Linked DNA regions of Mus musculus: region 1 is linked to region 2. Evidence: chromatin contacts called from public Hi-C data. All regions are on one chromosome and are shown on one strand. Each heading gives the region's core, a stretch centred on a gene start, on an enhancer-like site or on the middle of the called end of the contact. The rest is flanking DNA. Distances are from core to core; before and after follow the strand shown. Region 1 has its middle 5.5 kb from the start of Gm2848. Region 2 overlaps Gm33116 (a long non-coding RNA gene).

Region 1 (5,492 bases), core at 1,758-4,257, 340 kb after region 2:
CGTACACGCATGCACACATGGAGAGAGAGAAAGAGAGTAGGAGGTGCAGGGTAGATCCTATACTAAAAACACATGACACTAAATTCTGGGATAAGGGCAGTAAGATTGTCCCAAAGCATCATGAGAAACACCCTCCCATTTTAATCATAGGGAGAACAGAGAAAGCAATACAAAGAGAAGCATTGCATGAGGTGTAGCTAGGCGTCAGCAGCTCCCATGGAAAGCAGAAGTGTGAGAGGGTCATGATCAGGACAGATGCTCCCCCGACCCTTGTCTGGAAATCCCAGCCTGTTCATCTCACTCAACCCCTGAGAGAACAGCTAAGAGTCTGCAGCTTATCCCTGCCCTTATCGTTTCTAACTACAGGAGAGCAAAACAGTAGCTGTTCGGATGTGTGTAGAGAAAGCTGTGTCAGCTGTCACATGTGCTGAGGCTCCGGTGTCACTTGTCCTGAGGCTCGTGTGCTGGGAGCTCAGTCCTCACTCAGTGTAGCGTTGACTTGATGCAGCTTTGTAGGTGTGGATCTTAGTGGGGAGTAGGCAGGTCATTAGGAAGCCACCATCAGAAGGGATTAATGCAGATCTCCTAGGACTGTGTTAGTTCTTTTGAGCAAAGTATTGTAGAAAGGACAAACCTGGCTTCACACATCTCTCTGGGATCCTGTCTCTCTGCCTCTTTTGGGAATACACTGCCACAGGGTCTTTGTCCGAGGCTGGACCAGTGGGACTTTCAGTCTCCAAAAATATGAAAAGATACAGTTTTCGTGGGGCGTAGTAGTGCACCCCAACAGTCTCAGCAGGAGGACTGAGGCAGGGAGACAAGGAATTTGAGGTCAGGTTGTCTCAAAACCAACAACTAAATAAGCCTTCCACAGTCTTTCCAGCCTTAGGCATTTGGTTACATGGACAGAAAAGAGAACAAAATAGCAACTTGTAAGAAGTTAGACAGAGAAGGAGACCGGTTATTCCCGGATTTCTTCAAAGCAACACGTAATGCTTCCAAGTCAGAACAAGGAATTCAACCAGTCCTGGGCAAGAGGCAGGAGGCAGGAAGCAGAGCGCGAGCCTGTGTGGTCGTGCCATTCCCCGCAGATGGTGACACAGACCACCCTGAAACTTGAGACGACTGTCCGGTTTCATAGGTGGGCCACTGGTCGGAACAAATAAAGGAATTAGAAATGGGAATACAGTAAGAGGGAGAGGGAGAGGGCTGGCTGCCCAGGAGAGGGTGTTCTTTTTTTGGACAAAGGAAAAAAATTGAGCACACAGAGACAAAGGAAGTAAGGACCCAGAAGGGGTGACAAGCAGGCATTTGCTGAAGCCGGGAGCACCCTTCCAGCAAGTATGATCCCCAGAACTGGCAGAGCAGTGACCTGTGGTCTGGGCTGATCTTTTACAGGGCTCTCTACTTCAGTCTCTTGTGACCCCTCTTTCTTTCCCGCTTCCCCCTGCTTCTCTCCCATTCAGTCATCCCTTCCTTTGGACAGTCCTTGGCCCAGGAAGATAACCACAGTGAGTAAGGAGGCACCCAAGCTGCAGAGGGAGGCTGCGGTGTTGTCAGCTCTCTTCCTAGTCAAGCTGCTATGTAGGAATGTTATCTCTTTCCCTCCAGCCTCTTCCCCAACTGCCTATTTATTCCTTGCTGACTCCTCTCAGAAACATTGGGGGAAAGGCCCCGAAGTTAACAGAGCCCTTTAACTCCAGAGCTAAGAATAACTAGTTGAGAGATTGTAGCTAAAAAGAAGAGAGCTTGTTGACCTAACCTTCATACAAGAAGCACTGTGGGAGTCAGGTCATAGCAGAGCAGTAGAGGGTGTTATCTCCAGGCTCAGTGAGGAGTTAACTCTGACATTCAAGCTGACTGCCTGGCAAAAGGGCCCAAACTGCTTGTTTTCCTTTAGTAAGAGTGGTAGTTCCAGAAAGCAGCTCATTTGTGATAGTCATTTCCATAAAGTCAGCTCACCTTAGATGTTTATTCTGTTAGGTGAAACTGTCCTCTTCTTATGGACATAGGGTATCTAGGGAGGGTATTCTAGTTCAAGTGAGGTCGTTGTCAAGTGTGTGCATGGGAAGAGAGCTCTGTGGTCACTGCCTCGGCTACTTCTCTCATGGCTGTGAATAAAAGCCTGTCAAGAGCAGTGCAGGGAAGGAGGGGCCTCTTCTGGCCCGCAGCTTGAGAAGTGTGACAGAAATGGCCTGTGGCTGTGGTGACAGGGCTTCAAAGTGGCTCGCTCAGATCTCCATGGACCAGAAGCAGAGAGGACAAAAGCAGTCCCATCTCTAAATCCTCAAGCCTCACACACACACACACACACACACACACACACACACACACACACACTCACACACACATGCACACTCTCTCACACACATGCACACAAACATGCATATTCACACACACTTACACACATGCACACTCACACACATGCATATTCACATACACTCACACACATGCATACATACACACATGCACACATACTCACACGCATGCACACTAACACACATGCACACACACTCACACACATGCACACATACTCACACACTGCATATGCACATTCACACACATTCATGGATATTCACACACACACACACACACACACACTCACATATGCTCATACACACAGTCATACATACATGCACACACAGTCACACACATACACATACACACACAGGACCCACTTCATCTCATGAAGCCCTACTTCCTAACTTCCTAAGCAGGACCACAGGCTGGAGACCAAGTGTTCAAACACAAGCCTCTGAGTTGGACAAATTACAATAGGCGCCTCAGGTAAAAGTTCTGAATTTGTTGTCTTTTTATTTTCTGGATATTTGTGTTTACTTCAGGCATTTTAACAAAATCAAAGATAATTTTTTTTGAACAGTTCTGGGCTCACAGCAAAACTCATATACAGGCAAATAAAATCTGCCCCAAAGTGACCTCACCATTTTGCTCTCACTGGCAGTGGCAGAGCACCAGCTGTTCCCCATCCTGCCAGCATTTGATGGTGTCAGCATCTGTATTTTGACTAGTCCCATAGCTCTGTGGTGGAAGCTCATTGTTGCCTTACTCTGCATCCCTGTATCCAATAACGGAAGCATCTTCTCATTCTCCTCTTCCCCAGCTCTACTTCTTCCCTGGACAGATGGTTGAGTTCTCCCTGCCCTTTGAAATCGGAGTCTTTGCTGCTGTCTTCAGCTCTTGGAGCACTTTGCACAGTGATGCTGCCACTGCTGTCTTGTTCCTGGCTTGTTTGTCCTCTCCTTCTCTTGACACTGTCTTTCCACAAGTACCCATTTTTAAAAACCACATATGTTCATAAAAAAACAGAGAGAGAGAGAGAGAGAGAGAGAGAGAGAGAGAGAGAGAGAGAGAGAGAGAAATGATTGATCCATGGACCAAGGCTAGAAATAGACCCAGTGTGACAATTACTAGAGGAATCTGCTTTGTGCATCATAACTCAGGGTAGAAGGCTTGAGTATTACAATTGGTATCATTGGGCCTGTGAGAGGACTTGGTGGGTGAAGGCTCTCAGCACTTGCCTCACATGGCTGATGTCCTGAGTTCCATACCCTCAAGCTGTAAAGGTGGAAGGAGAGAATGGACTGCACGTCTACACTGTGTACATATGCCTGTGGATACATCATACACACATCATGGGGGAGTAGGAGGGAGCAATGGAGGGAGGGGGAGGGAGGGAGGGAAAGGGGAAGACTAAGAAACAAACTGGTTTCATTATATCTTCATTTTGAAGACAACTATTAACTTATGTGTCATATCATATACCAAGTTAAAATAAACCTCAGGGAAGAGAGGTCTGAAGAAACAATTCTACTGTAAAAAGAACTAGAGAAGAAAGTGTAAGGCTAAGGTGAACAAGGCATTGTGTTTACTTTTATTGGAAGGTTTAAATTATTTCAGATTTTAAAAAATGTATATGAGTATTTTCCTGCACGCAGTACCCAAGGGGTTCTTGAATTGGAGTTAAAGACAGTTGTGAGCCACCATGTGCGTGCCGGGAATCTGAATTCTGACCGCCTACCATGCACAGCAATCATTCTTCATTGTTGAACCATCTCTCCAGCACTTAAAAGGTGAAATTTTGTCTGCCAAGCTCTACATGCAAAAAGTTCAGGTTTATTGAAGTTCAACTGACAAATATAAGTTATGTATTTTAAAATGTGTAATGTGGTGCTCCTGAGATAATTGCCATAACACACACACACACACACACACAACTAAAAAACCAAAACAAAAACAAAAAAAATCCAAAACAAAACAAAAAACCAAAAGCACAGAGCAAAATAAACAAACAAATGAATACAATTCAGAGAAACAGTAGAGTAAAATAAAGAAATTGTACTCTAATTCATATCACCAGCCTACTTTAAGCACCTAAACTGAACATGTACCTTAAAGCCATTCAAGGACTAATTACAATCTAGGTTTCTGTCAGAAACAAAGGCACTTTCTTATTGAATGAAAATGTCTTCCTTCTGGCGTCACCCAATTCCTACAAATAAAATTTCAGGGATGGTGAATGGCTCACAGTCAGATGTCACTGAGTACACAAGGAAGTGAGACACTGTGAGCAAGGAACAGCAGAAAACTCAGACAAAATAACCCAATATGGAAAGACTTCATGAGTCAGAATTAGCATAGAGACAACCATACTGCATTTGCTATTTTTAAAGTTTTATTAAGATCCTGTAGATAAGAAACCAATTTTCTTTTTTTAAATAATATTTTTATTAGATATTTTCTTTATATACATTTCAAATGCTATTCCAAAAGTTCCCTATAACCCCCCCCAAGCCCCCAATTTTCAAAACAGTGACTGTGTTGGGAAGAGATTAGGTAGGAGGGCTTTTGGGGTTAGCACAGGGTCACAGCAACATTCAAGGGTGTTCAGGGGGAAGCCTATAGGGCAGTCTTCAGAAGACCATGAGGCAGAGAAGAAATGCTGGGAGACACCATGACTGGCAAGAAGATTGTGTTTTTCTGGGTATTTGTGTGGTAAGCTTCAGTGCAGTTGACACTGAAGATGACTCAGAGGTAGGAAGGACCATTATGTCACCTTAGCTCCACTCAGTGAAACTCCAGAGAGACGCTGTCCTGTTGGGTAAGGCTGGCTTTATTCTGCACACAGATTCAAAGCCCATGGACACCTTCTTACTACTGTGTAGCAATTTCCTCTGAGTTGGAGTCTGGAGGGAAACTAATCAAGATTCACTAAGACTCAGGAAGTAAATGCAGTAGCCCCAGGAAGTCCCTGAAACTGACCAGGTACACCAGGTCCCTCCCACCACCCCCAGGGTTATATAAGCAACACAGATTGCTGAGAGGCACTTGCAAACCAGACTAATTTCCTAGAAGAGAGTCTCTGGGACTTGTTGAGCTACCTGCCAGTCATAAAGTGAGCTGCATGGTCCTAGCTTTCTGGTATGGGTTCTCTTAGCTGCCTTAGAGTAGTCATTCATACTCTTGTCAGTAAC
Region 2 (5,690 bases), core at 184-2,683:
CTGTGGCATCTGTAGTTACAAACCTAGGGGTTATGACTGAACAAGGTTAACAATCATGAATACTTCAGTTGGCTACAGATACTCAGTGTATCCTGAAGGGGGTGCTGTGCCTTCTGGGGTTTAGGGTATGGGGAGGGCAAACTAAATGATTCTCTATATGGCTTGAAAGTATGTGGACTCAGGTGAGATGTTACCTCCCTGATGACTCAACTCAAGGAGAGAAAAAGCCTTTGAGGTGGCCAGATATCATGGAAGTCTAGATATCTCAGTCTTGGATTCTCAGTATCCTATTCTCACAGATCACTGCAAAAGGCTCTATTGAAATCTGGTTGGCAGTGGAAAAGAGATGGGGCAACTGGTCTACCTACTAGATGCTCTGCTCATTGAAGGCAAAAACTAGGTATGAAATATTTGAAACAGGGACCTGGGGAGATGACTTAGTTGACTAAGTGCTTGCCTTGGCAGTTTGAGGATCTTAGTTCAAGCCTCAACACCCACATAAGAAACTAGGTGCGGTAGTGTATACTTATAATCCTTGTGCTTGTGAGGCAGAAATAGAAGGATCCCTGGATACTAGGAACAGAATAAGCAAGCTCCATGTCCCAGTGAGAGATCCTGTCTCAAGTAACAACAAAAACCAAGCTGAACAGTTTCTAAGGAATAATACCCAAGGTTGTCTTCGGGCCTGCACATGCATTCACACACAGGTGCATAGACATTTGCACACATAGAGACATGCACAAACACAAATAAAATGTTGTCTGGGGTACCAAAATCACCTAAACTATTCCCTATCGAGCATCCCAAACTTAGGACTTGGAATTTTGAATATGGCCATATCTGCTGTCTTGTTCATTAACTGGTCATTCATTGGCCTTGAGTTGCCTGTTGACTTTCTGTTGACAGTCTTGAGGTTCCCATTTCTTCTGGCGTCCATCACGTCCTGAGAGTGACTGTAGAGGTCATGGCTTGAGGGGGAGAAACTAGAATGAAAAAGGCAACATCAAGGCCATGTGTGATTTAGAATTCTGGTGATAAACTTTAAAGTAGAGTTGGAAGCAAAAGACCTCAGGGGCAGTGAGATCTTTAGTGGAAAGAAAGATTACCTTCTCCTCAGTCCCAAGCAGTTGACCTGATTCTTATGTGCAAGCTAGATTTTGAGAAACATTCACCATAGAGCATACTCCAGACCGGTGTTCACTCTGAGCTACAAGGACTTGTTTCTACTTACTTGATGGGTTGAGTTAAGAACTCTGTGAAAGAGTATCCCTTGGTGTGCTGGTTAGTTTTTGTCAACTTGACATAAACTAGAGTTTCCTGAGAAAAGGAAAGTTCAATTGAGAAATTTCCTCCATCAGATTGGCTTGTGGACAAGTCTGTAAGGGCATTTTCTTGGCTGATGATTAATGTAGTATTGAGTCATATAAGAAAGCAAACTTAGCAAGCTATTATGCAGCATTTCTTCTTGGTTTCTGCCTTTAGATTCATGCCCTTGGGACAAGGGGCTATGATGTGGAAATGTAAGATGAAATAAATCCTTTCCTCCCCAAGGTGAATTTAGTCAGGTTGTTTTTTTGTTTGTTTGTTTGTTTGTTTTGTTTTTTTCATATCAGCAAAGAGAAGCACACTGGACACTTGGATTCTTAGTACCAAGGTTTTGGATTTGATAGTGTAATTTTGATACATGTCTAAGCTACAGAACAGAGTAAAGCAAGAGGATTTTCAATGTCCTATGTGACTTGTTCCTATACATTAAGAGACAACTTGGGCCGGGCGTGGTGGCACACACCTTTAATCCCAGCACTCAGGAGGCAGAGGCAGGTGGATTTCTGAGTTTGAGGCCAGCCTGGTCTACAAAGTGAGTTCCAGAACAGCCAGGGCTATACAGAGAAATCCTGTCTCGGGGGGGAAAAAAAAGACAAATTGAGCCCATGCCCTTCTATAGTGGGGGAAGGACAACAAGCTTGCCTAGTCTTCCTCGGGCATAATTCTTCACTGTTTGCCATGTGGTGTTTTCTCTTCAGTGCTGACCACTGTTTCCATTGACCACATAAATAGTAAGCTGGGGTCTAAAAAAAGCAATGCACATAAAAAGTCACCGAATTGCTTGTTGAATCTGGAACATTCCTGCTGATAGATGTGAAAGCTTTTTCCCACTGCAGCTAGGTGCAGGAATTCAAAAATAGAATGTATTCAATTTGACATTGTTTAGTGTACTCTAAAAATTCTCTTGAAAAAGATGTCTTTGGGCGTGCATCTGTGAGTACACAATAAACTTCAAAAAAGGACAATATTTCCCAGGAAATCAAAATAGACATGTTTGTCATTGTTGCTATTTATTCATGTTGGAAATCTGTCCCTCTTTATCTGTGATTATGTAACATCCCAATCTAGGCTTCCAAATGCCTATGGCAGGCCCGGTCTCTCTCTCTCTCTCTCTCTCTCTCTCTCTCTCTCTCTCTCTCTCTCTCTGTGTGTGTGTGTGTGTGTCTGTCTGTCTGTTTGTCTGTCTCTCTTTCCCTTGTTCCAGAGATCCACATCAGAAGCACCCCCTCCGCTGGCAGGGGGTCTGAGATATTGCTGACCGCTCTCTATTTTGATTGGTTAGCTATGGACCTTCATTGGGCACTCTGGGCCACTGAGTATGTATATCTTCATTCCTCAAGCTACATATTCTAGAGACATGAAGGGTTTCAGAAGATATGGAATTTAGACAATACTCCAAGAGTGATATAATCTGGGATGTGGAGAAGAGAGCCACATGTGAACAGGTGTGATATAAAATCTCAGAGGTGTTGATGACCAGACAGTTTGCCAGCAAAGCCATGAAGGCTACTTACTTCATGGGGTACAGTGTTTGGAGAGGGTGAACTTCGACTTGTGGAAGTGGGGAAGTCTTCTGAGAGCCATATCTAAAAGTAAAATGGCTCAAGTCTGGAAGTAAAAGAAGCCAGCATCTCAGGTGATGACCACTCAGGCACACCCAGGGTATTGAGAGTTGGTGGCACTCAGGATTAATTCAGCAGAAAAGGTCTGGTTGGATGCCCAGATATAAAATCATAGGAGAGAACGGGGTTTAGCTGTGTCTTGTAAGTGTTCTATTGCTGTGATGAGATGTCATAGCCATGGTGACTTTTAGAGAAGAAATAATTAACTGGAGCTTGCTTACAATTTCAGAGATTCATTCTATTTTCACTATAGTAGGAAACATGGCAGTAGGCAGGCTGATGCTGAGGAAGACCTGAGAATTCTAAACCAGGCTCTCCTCAGGCAGAGGAGGAGATTGGCAAGAGAGAGAGAGAGAGAGAGAGAGAGAGAGAGAGAGAGAGAGAGAGAGAGACAGAGACAGAGACAGAGACAGAGACAGAGAGAAAGGCAGAGAGAAAGACAGAGAGACAGAAACAGAGACTGGATCTGGCTTGGGCTTTTAAAACCTCTAAACCAATCTCCAGGACAACAATGCTGTACCTACTCCAACAAAGGCTCTATCTCCTAATCCCTCCTGAGTAGTTCCACACCCTAATGACTAAGCATTCAAACACTCTGGGGGACATCCTTATTCAAACCACCACATTCCACTCCCTTCCCCCATAGGCTCGTAGTCATATCATAATGCAAAAAAAAAAAAAAAAATACATTCAGCCCAACTTCAAAAGTCCCTTTAATCTATAACAGCCTTAACCCTGTTTAAAAGTTCAAAGATGAAAGTCTCTTCTGACATACAATGACACAGGATGTATTATCATTCCAAAAGGGAGGACAGGAAGCATAATAAGATAATGACAGAAACAAAACTGAGAGCCTGCTGGTAAAACTGCAAATTCAGCCTTTTCTTGTCTGATGTCAACTCACTCTTCAGATCTCCAACTCCTTTCAGCTTTGTTGACTACAACACATGTTTCTCTCTTGGGAACAGTTCTATTTCCTGTTAACGGCTCTCCTCAACAGATATCTCATGGCTCTGGCATCTGCAGCATCTTGGTGTCTCTAACCAAATCCAGACTTCACCTTCACAACTTCACAGAATGGCCTTTCTGGCTCTCCATGCATGGATAGCCCTGACACATGCCTGGCCTCAGTAGCTGTCTATAGCCATGGAAACACCTTTCTTATGTCCTTTACTCTACAGCTAGAACCACATGTCCAAAGCTGTCAAGTTGTTCTGCTTGCCCAGAGGTCACTACTCCCTTGAATCCTTTTAGCACCAGGCTTTCCTTGAAACTTCTTATCTCCTTGAGCTTACTTGACCCATTACTCGACCTAGTGCTCCCTTTCTCCTCAAACTCTACATATTTTTATTTTTTTTTTCTTGCTCAGCTAGCTCCTTTATTATATCTGCATAAGACTGGCCGTTATTAACCACATGACAGAGTCAATACGAGGCTGTCTTGAAATCTCCTCTGCCAATGACATTAATCCAAAACTCTTTAATTTGGCTTCAGGCAGATTTTTTGGAGAAGGGCAGAAAGTAGCTATGTTCATTACCAAAATATTACAAGAACAGCCTCTAAATCACTTACTAGTATTTTTCTCCTTTAGAACCTCTTTAACTGGGCCATAACAATCTAGATTTCTCTCAGCACCCCTGTCTTCCACATTCTGACTAGTACAGCTTATTAAGCCCCACTTAAAGCATTCAACTGCTTTCCTAACCCAAAGTCCCAAACTCCACACTTTGCCACCAGCAGCATGGTCAGGCTTGTCATAGCAATAACTGACAACTGATATCAACTTCTGTCTTAGTGTTCTATTGCTGTAAAAAAGCACCATGATTATAGCAACTCTTATAAAAGAAAGCATTTAATTGGAGCTGGCTTACAGTTTCAGAGATTTAATCCATTTTCAACATGATGGGAAGAATGGTGGCACACAGGCAGACATGGTGTTTGAGAAGTAGCTGAGAGTTCTACATCCAGATCTACAGACATCAGGAAGAGAGAGAGAGAGAGAGAGAGAGAGAGAGAGAGAGAGAGAGAGAGAGAGAGCAAGCCAGCCACTGGGCCTGGCTTCAGCTTTTGAAACCTCAAAGTCCACCTCCCAGTAACACACTTCCTCCACGAGGCCACACCTACTCCAACAAGGCCACACCTCCTAATCTCTCTCAAGTAGTTCTACTCAGTGATGACTAAGCATTCAAACATATGAGTCTATGGGGTGGGGGCAGTCATTCTTATTCAACCACCATAGGCTGGATTCCATTAATGAGGCTTCAAAGTGAAGAAATGAGAAGGCTGTATGAGTCAATAGATTGGGGTAGGAAACAAAAGAATAAAGGAAATCACAGGATACATGAAGAACAGATCCATAGAGGTAAGCTAGTGTATACAATCACCAAGAGTACGTTGAGCAGATAGGATTGCAAGTGTGTACATGGGCTAAGCCTGCAGGTGGGTTCATGGGCTATGCCTGCAGGTGGGTTCATGGGCTATGCCTGCAGGTGGGTGCATGGGCTATGGCTGCAGGTGGGTGCGTGGGCTATGCCTGCAATTGGGTGCATGGGCTATGCCTTTGGGAATACTTAGACTCCTGGCCACCTGTGGGAGAAGAATCTTCATCAAGCTGCAGAGCTAAAGGCTGTACTAGGACATAACTGAAGAAGCACAGGTGACAGGAGACAGCTAAAGAGGCTGTCAGCACAGTTTGTGGACAGGCAGGGGAATCAAGGTGCTCCTGTGAGGGGGACAGGGGGC

The links. Hi-C and Micro-C count contacts between places; a contact is called where the count stands out from the background.
Region 1: a Hi-C map of bone marrow-derived macrophages shows a contact between it and region 2, with 16 read pairs. The contact joins two enhancer-like sites. A contact is called at or near these places in 22 of 39 promoter capture datasets (the 3T3-L1 cell line, the C10 cell line, the HPC-7 cell line and 15 more), 5 of 15 datasets of contacts at CTCF or cohesin (the NIH/3T3 cell line, embryonic stem cells, hippocampal excitatory neurons and 2 more), 32 of 484 Hi-C or Micro-C datasets (the 3T3-L1 cell line, 3T3-L1-derived adipocytes, the C2C12 cell line and 17 more), 26 of 115 datasets of contacts at active chromatin or transcription factors (the 230-238 cell line, DN3 thymocytes, astrocytes and 14 more) and 1 of 9 other capture datasets (liver).

What each region holds. Positions count from the first base shown.
Region 1 is chr13:52,575,979-52,581,470 of GRCm38.p6, forward strand. No RefSeq gene overlaps it. Among named protein-coding and RNA genes, the nearest start is that of Gm2848, 5.5 kb to the left of the region's middle. Within about 2 kb of position 3,008, at least 23 of the 459 cell types and tissues checked have an H3K27ac peak or open chromatin away from gene starts, as enhancers often do. A contact at or near this core is called in bone marrow-derived macrophages, where this site is marked.
Region 2 is chr13:52,238,433-52,244,122 of GRCm38.p6, forward strand. The region is part of intron 3 of Gm33116 (a long non-coding RNA gene); the gene reads left to right. Among named protein-coding and RNA genes, the nearest start is that of Gm33116, 7.4 kb to the left of the region's middle. Within about 2 kb of position 1,434, at least 11 of the 459 cell types and tissues checked have an H3K27ac peak or open chromatin away from gene starts, as enhancers often do. A contact at or near this core is called in bone marrow-derived macrophages, where this site is marked.